Linked DNA regions of Delphinus delphis: region 1 is linked to region 2. Evidence: chromatin contacts called from public Hi-C data. All regions are on one chromosome and are shown on one strand. The core of a region is the stretch at or near the end of the contact, and the rest is flanking DNA. Distances in the headings are between cores, read along the strand shown.

Region 1 (3,714 bases), core at 770-3,269, 160 kb before region 2:
AATATATTTGCTCATACACCTAACATGTATTTCTTATAACATCATCTGCATGCATTCTCACACGAATATATTACGTGTTAGAAAAAATATATCTAAAATTGAATTTTTAAAAAGATCCAATAGAAAATAAATATTTTAAAAGGAAGTTCTAATCCTTGCTTTCCACACCCTCTCGGGGCGCCTGTACCCCTCTTGGAAATCCCTGCCAGCTTGAGTGCTTTTAAGAATCCTCTAAGAATGCAGATCCCTAAGGTCAACCCGAAGAGAGCGGGACTCCATGGCCCTGGGATGAGGCCCAGGAGTCCGCATTTTAAACCAGCGCCCCGGGCAAGGCCCACCCTTTGACCTTGACTGGGCCTTTTGGACCCTGCCACAATGGCAGGTGTGCAAGGTGCTAAAAGTCTTGCTTTTCTCTTTCTGAAACCTCTGCCAAGGAAGTGGCTGGGGGAGGCGTGTGGGGGTTTTTTGACTTCTAAAGGGCTTTTTTTCTAGCCGTGCCACAGAGCAGCCCGTCCAATCACAGAGGCCTCGGGTGCACAAAGAGGAACATCCTGTCTCCTGGGATGACTCAGTCATTGCAGAAATCTCACTGTGACCAGGGAAAGCCTCTGGTTGGAGGCAGCTGCGGTCACTGGCTGGAGTTTTGCACATGTTCCCCAGGCCCCCAAACCTGTGAGCCTCTCATGAGCAAAAGCTCTGCATTTCGCGCACGCCACAGCCCTGGGTGCCATGGAGTCCAGGACAGGTCGGTCAGCCAGTCAGTCAACAAACACACACGAGTGCCAAGCACGTGCTGAGCTCACGCTGGGACAAGGACACCTGCTCACTGGGCTGCTGTGAAAGAGAAGCAGGCAGGGTGTCTGGAGACCAGCTTCTGGCCCTGGTGCTGCTCATCCACCGTGAACTGCTGGGCTTAGGTTTTCCTCAATGTAAGATGGAGAAAACGCCACCCGCTCTCGCAACCATGGGGAGTGGCGCCCTGTTAGGGTGGGCTGGGAGGTAGGGGCGGGGCTAAGTGAACTTTGAGGTTCCTGGTTGACTTGTTGGCTTCTGAGGACCATAGACTCCAAACAGTTAACCCCCTCCTCCTGCCTGAGGTCCCAATTCAGAGTAACAAAGATATATATTGAGCACCCAGTGGGTGCAAATTAAGAAAACCTATGACCTCCTACTGTGTGCCAAGCACCACAAGACACGAGGAGTACAGACCTGAGTAAAAGTGTTCCAAAATTTCAGATGGGGGGTGGGTACAGGATTACTGTCGAAGGGAGCATTAAGCCGGGCCTGAGAGACAAAGAGGATTTGGGGGAGAAGAATGAGGAAGGGCATTCCAGGCAGAGGGAACAGCACAGGCAAAGGCACAGAGGTCTGAAAGTATGAACAGAACTAGACAGAGAGCTATGGCAGGGGTCCCTGAATGGCGGCCAAAGACAGGGTGGTTCTGGACAGCCTTCTCGAGAGCACAGGGGCTGCTCCCGAGGGGCAGTGGGGTTGGGAGGCTGAGCCCAGGAGAGCCCCGTGAGCACTAAGGTCCTTCAAGGGCTGGGCTGTCCTTGTGGGACTGCTTTCTCCAGGGCTCAGGGGCCCTGCCAGCCCTGGAGAAACCAGCCCCACAAGGAGGCACCACCCATTCCCCGTCCTTTTGTACGTCTCCTCCCTCCATCACACCACCTCTGTCGCTGGCTCTCTCGAGGGTCTGCGAGACCCTTGTGGTCTCTTTGTCCCCTTCCCGAGTGGCTCAGCCACCGCCAGGGGGCTTCGCTGCCCCCAGGTCCAAAAGTGGAGACCCTTCCCTTTATGGCTCAATCCCCAGTTCTCCTCTGCCAACTTCAGCCACGCAGCCCACTTCTGCTCCCTCATGCCCTCCCCAGCCCCTTACCATCCAGCAGAGCTCTCCGAGGCACCAGCCGCCTTGCTCTCACCCAGTCCCTGACATCTCTCAGATGTGGAAACTGAGCCGCAGAGAGGTGGCCGCCTTTCACAAGACCTCGCAGTCCGGAAGCGTGGCTAGGGATTGAAATCCACGGCTTGTGACTCTGAAACCAAGTCCATCAGACTTGGTGGGGCGGCGAGAGGAAGGGGAAGGAAGACCCCCTTACCAAGTGGCTGGGCCCCTCCAGAAAAGCTGGGCCTTTGAGCTCAGAGCCCCATACTCGGCAGCCCTCCCTGAGCAGCTGGTAGGGCACAGACCTACTGTTCTCAAGGGGTTCCCGCCAGCCGTGTAGAAACCAGTTCCCGCCAGCCATGCAGCACAGCCACTTCCCCCTCTGGACGTACCCTGCCCCCAGCTCTCTCCGGTGGAGGCAGCAGAGGCCGAGGAGAAAGAGGAAAGGTGCCCCTTGCTGCTGCGGACTCTTGCCCCGCCAGCCTGAAGGGCTTGGCCGGGTCTGCCGGCCCATCCCTGGCTCCTCTCCTTGTCCTTACTCGGCAGAAGGGGCCACTCTTTAGTGGGGACCCCCTGCTGCCTCCTGGCTGCCGCACACCCGTGCATCATGTCTGAAGCCCCTTAGCAGCCCCTGGGGCTAACGCGCCATGTGCAGATGAGGACACCCCGGGCACAGAGAGGGACCAGCACTTGCCCGAGTTCACAGAGATCAGAATCAGAGCTCTGGCTGGGATCCAGCATCCTGAGGCTTGAGAAAATCCCCCCAAAATCCACCCTTGCCCTGGGGGCCGGGCTCCCCTAAGCCAGAGAGAAGTAATACAGCTGCCACAGCTGCAACTTCCTGGCTGGGCTGGTCCAGCCGCCCGGACTGTCCCAGAGAGCCTGTGACTGGCCCTTCCAGGGGGAAGGCGGCTCCCCCAACCCCCGCCCTCCTCGGCTCCCTCACCTCTCTCGGGCTCCACCACCATCCTGCTGGCCCAGGCTCAGGGGACCTGCATGTGGAGTCTTTGTTCCAAACCTGGGGAGCCCCCTGCCTCCATGGCGCCCTGGCCCGCCTCCAGGCCGCTCTGCCAGCCCCAGTCGCTGCTCACAGACTAGCATCGCTCCCCACCTCTCCCCGCCCCTGCTGCGGCTGAGGCCGCCTCGCCTCGGCAGGAAGCGCCCAGCCTGATTTCCTACAAGTGTTTGTCAGAAGGAGGGGGTTCGTCTGCATGCAGAGTGAGGGGGAGCAGAAGAAGCTTAACCCCTTGCAGGCCCTCTGCAGGTCGGCACCGCTCAGGAAAGGACTCATAGAAACTTCCAGTGTCCGAACTTGGGACCGTCTCAGCCAAAGTACAGAGCGGGGACAATAAAGTCCAGAGAAGGTCAGAGGCTTGGCCAAGGTCACACAGCGTGCTGAGCCTAGAAGGAGGTCTCCAGCAGCTTCAACCCTTTGAGGGTCTTCTCCGTAGCCCCTACCATCCAGGGCGTGAACTCGATCGAGGATCCCTCTCTCACTAGGGCAGTGCCCATCTGTACAATGGGAGCCCAGACTGGATGCTTGCCTGGCACCCTTCCAGCTCTGACTCTGTCCTGTCTGCCAATATGCGACTAGACACCTCAGGAAGGCTGCAATGATTCCTGCCATCCCACCCACTGTCCTCGCCCCAAACTGGGCCTGTAGTTAGAGTGGGATTTTCCAGGCGGCATGGAGGTGGGGGACTGGCTGACTGAACTGAATTTCAGTGGCAGGGCACAAGACAGGCCAAGCCCTGGCTCCACTCGAGTGGAGACACAGACAATAAACAAACAAACACGGAGAGAAACAGAGTGGGTGAGATGGGCTGCTT
Region 2 (3,744 bases), core at 329-2,828:
TAGAAGTGTGTACTGTCCTCCGTTGACTGACTGAATGAATTATGTTTTCTTGAAATGCCAAAAATGACAAATTTTCCCAGGAAATCATCGACTGGAATTAAAAGTTCCAGAGATCAGTCAAGTAATAGTTCTTGAATCGGGAAAGGAGTTTCTGATTTTAGCCTCCTTTCAACCCCACTCCTAACCTCATCAAATGAAAATGTCCTGAGGCAGGAATCCAGCTCCTTCTGAAGTACAGAGATACTTCTATCTAAAAGTGCTGGCATCATTCTATGCTCGTCGTGCTTGGTGAATTCTAGATCACCTGGTCCTTTCCACAGCCCACAAGATTCTCAGAGAAGAGCACAATGGGTCAGATATTCCACTCTGCAGCCCTGGCTAGATTCATACACCTTATCTCACAGTTAACAGGGATTTGACTTCGGGCAAGTTACTTAACCTCTGTGAGATGCAGTTTGGTCAGCTACAAAACGGGGTTAATAACACTACTTCTAAGTTACCATAAGGAGTTGTCAAGCGTTTAGGACACTGCTTGTCATATTGTAAACTCAACCACTGGCTTCCTACCTCCCTATTTGTGGTGGGAGACTTCTCTGTGCCATGTTGCTCCCCCCAAATCCACATATGCATGTCCTTTTCCCCTAATCACGCTCCACCCCCACTGTCTCCCAGTATCCTTTCCTGGCTAACTTCTCATTATTCTGATATCATTTTAAATACCACTTCTTTGGGAGAGTCTTCACAGTCACCTCCACACCCCCTCTTCCTTATTCCTTCGTAGAGCAACCTGCGTTTTTCCTTCATTACTTTACCACAGTTTGTAATTTTCCCTTTAGTTTAATCTGGTTTTGCCCATAAACTGCGTGCTCCACCAGGGACCTTGTTGGTCTCGCTCTCTGCTGTATCCTCAGTACCAACAGCGGTCTAGGGTCGCAGCAGGCATTCATCAAATATTTATGGAAAACACTAATCCTTTCCTGAGCTTCGGTTAAGAAAGGGAAAACACCCTTCCTCAAATCACACAGATTAGTGGCAGACTTCACCCCAAGTCTCCCTATTCCCAATTCAGATTCCAACCCAAGAGCCTGACAAGAATTTTAGCCTGTCCCTAAATATATTCCGAGTGCCAAAGAAAACTCCAAAAAGGGGCGGGAGTACAGCAGTGGGCAAAATAGGGGAAAGTGATTTGACTTGGCCCCTTCTCTCTGGATCTCGATGTGAGCTTACTGTAAAGGGAGGGATTACCGCAGTAACGACGTCGCAGAGCGGCCACAAAGATGGAACCAGAGAAAAGACAGACCTTGAAAGGGCCTTGAGCTGCGTGTGAGCAAAGAAGACAGCCACAGCAGATCCTGCGCAGGCGCAGTCAAGGCGCTCTGGTCTCCCGCCTCCGTCCCGCCCCGCCTCGCCCCGCCTCGCCCCGCCTCGCCCCGCCTCGCCCCGCCTCGCCCCGCCTCGCCCCGCCTCGCCCCGCCTCGCCTTACCTCGTCCCCTCCGAGTCACAAGACGCCAAGCGAAGTCAGCTGACGCGGCGTTGCGGAGGTCACGTGATGGTACGCGGGGCGGCGGGCGCAGGCGCAGATCTTGGGCAGCTGGGTCGGCTGACCCGAGGGGGCGATAGAGCCAATTTAGGCCTGTCTGTGGCGTGTCGGAAACGTCGCCGCAGCTATGGCTAGTCAGTCGCAGGGAATCCAGCAGCTGCTCCAGGCCGAGAAGCGGGCCGCCGAGAAGGTGTCCGAGGCCCGCAAGCGTGAGTTTGGGGTTGGGACGGCCAGGCGTGGCGCGAGTCCAAGAGTTGCGGGCAGGCCGCGGGAGGTGGTAGGTGGATGAGGCCCGAAAAACTGCTGACGGGGCCGGGGGCGGGGTGGGGATTGGTTACAATCGCACTCGCAGCTCTCTGGATCCGAGGCTTTGGAAGTCTTGTAGGTCGCCTGAGAGCTGCGATGTAGGCTAGTAGATAGGGCGTGGAGACAAAGTGGACGTCCTTCTTAGGGTCTCGGGGGTGTGAAAAGTGGATTATCCCAAGGGAACGCGTTGTTCTCCCCCTTCGCACTTACTCCTTTGGGGTCCTCCATCTCACTGTAGGGAGCCACCATCTACACTTTTGCTCAGTCTGGAAACAGTCCTTTTTGCCACGTCTCAGACCCTCCCTCGTTCGCCATGTTTAGTCAGTTGCCAAGGTTTATTTGTTCACTTTTTCTCCATTCCTGCAGCCAGCATCTTAGTCCAGGGCATCAAGTTCTCTGAGGCTCCCGTAGTAGCCTAATTCGTTAATTCCTTACATTTGTTTTTTCAATGCTGTTAATACGTGCCAAACACAGTACCTGGGACATCTGTGGTCTTTATTGCGGTATTCAAAGCCCCAGTGAAGGAAGCAAATTTGGGGTAGATTAATTGCAGGTGAGAGGAGGGCTAGAGTTGAGAAGTGTGAGGTTGCTCAAGAACTTAACAGGTAGATCGAATCTAGATTGGTGAGTGGAAGGCTTCCTCCTCTCTTCCGTTTGGTTCTCCTCACTGCAGTCAGTCATACCTCTCAATTGCGAATATGACTTCCCCACCGCCCCTATAGTCAACAAACGTTTAGTGCTTGCAGAATAAAGCCTAAATTCCTTAAGAGGGTGTAGGAGGTGCTTTTGCATCAGGCTGTGGCTTTCTTCTCTAAGCTCCCTTTTAGGTACTCGCTCCAGACACAGTGATTCCTCAAAAGCGCCTTGGTTGATTTCCCCTGCAAGCCTTTGCACAGCTGGTTCCTGATGGGAAGAGCCTTTTCCTAGGTTACTCTTCATCCTCTAACACTTAGGCTTCTTCCGATATCAAAATTTAGGCAGTAGTTCTTCCAGGAAGCCTTCCCTGACTTCATCTTTTCCCCTCAGACTAGGCTAGGAGTCCTCCGCAAGTACCTATTCCCGTCATCACTGTGCAGTAAGCTGTTTCTTCATATGGCTCAGTCACTAGACTAAGCTCCTGGAGAATAGGGACTATGTCTGATTTAACTTTTATATCTTCAGTTTCCCATCTGGTGAGATAGATGTTTCTATTCCTATTTGACAGATGGGAAAAATGAGGCTCAGAGAAAAATGGTATGACCATACCCTGGGAAACAACATAGCTGGGGTAAAATACCAAAAACTATTAATCTTAGTAATGTCTTGGTGTTCTTTCCCCCAGAATAGGATTTATACTCTTATCCCATACCCAAGTAGATTTCAAGCATGCCTCTTTTACTTTTTCAATTAGGGGTTGTGTGGTACTCTGTATTTCATTGGAAAAGCTTTCTTTGAGGGAGCTGGAGATGGGAACAAGTCTTCTATTCTTGCTCTGGTGACTGGGAAGTTCTGTGTTCCTCATGGAGTATTTCTGATCATGACCTTGACGCAGTATTTCCAGAATGACTTCTCAGAGTTTGTCCTGTGATGGCTCATCAGCAGCGGAAGTTGTATCTGTTGGGAAGCATGTGAGAATATTTGGGGGAAGTGCAAGAACAGGTATTGGGCATATGGTAAGAATGATTCTGAGTGCCTTGGAGGTAGGGGTCATATTATACATCTTCCTTTATCCCATCAGAACTGGTGCAGGGACTTGTATATCTCAGGTAGCTATTACATAGTGACTGAAAGAACTTGTTTTAAAGGAGTGAGTTTATGGCTAATATACACCTCAGAATTTGCAGTGGTTAGGAACAGAAGTATTGAGCAGACATATAATATGAAGAAGTTACTCTCTTTCTTGATCTGTAATTATGGT

The links. Hi-C and Micro-C count contacts between places; a contact is called where the count stands out from the background.
Region 1: a Hi-C map of muscle shows a contact between it and region 2, with 4 times the contacts expected there. The contact joins the promoter of AKNA here to the promoter of ATP6V1G1 in region 2. A contact is called at or near these places in 2 of 3 Hi-C or Micro-C datasets (lung and muscle).

What each region holds. Positions count from the first base shown.
Region 1 is chr6:19,569,381-19,573,094 of mDelDel1.2, reverse strand. AKNA (AT-hook transcription factor) reads right to left here and starts at 2,019. Exons shown (of 22, transcript XM_060014268.1): 1 at 1,880-2,019.
Region 2 is chr6:19,411,565-19,415,308 of mDelDel1.2, reverse strand. ATP6V1G1 (ATPase H+ transporting V1 subunit G1) reads left to right here and starts at 1,578. Exons shown (of 3, transcript XM_060014263.1): 1 at 1,578-1,750. The coding sequence starts at 1,669.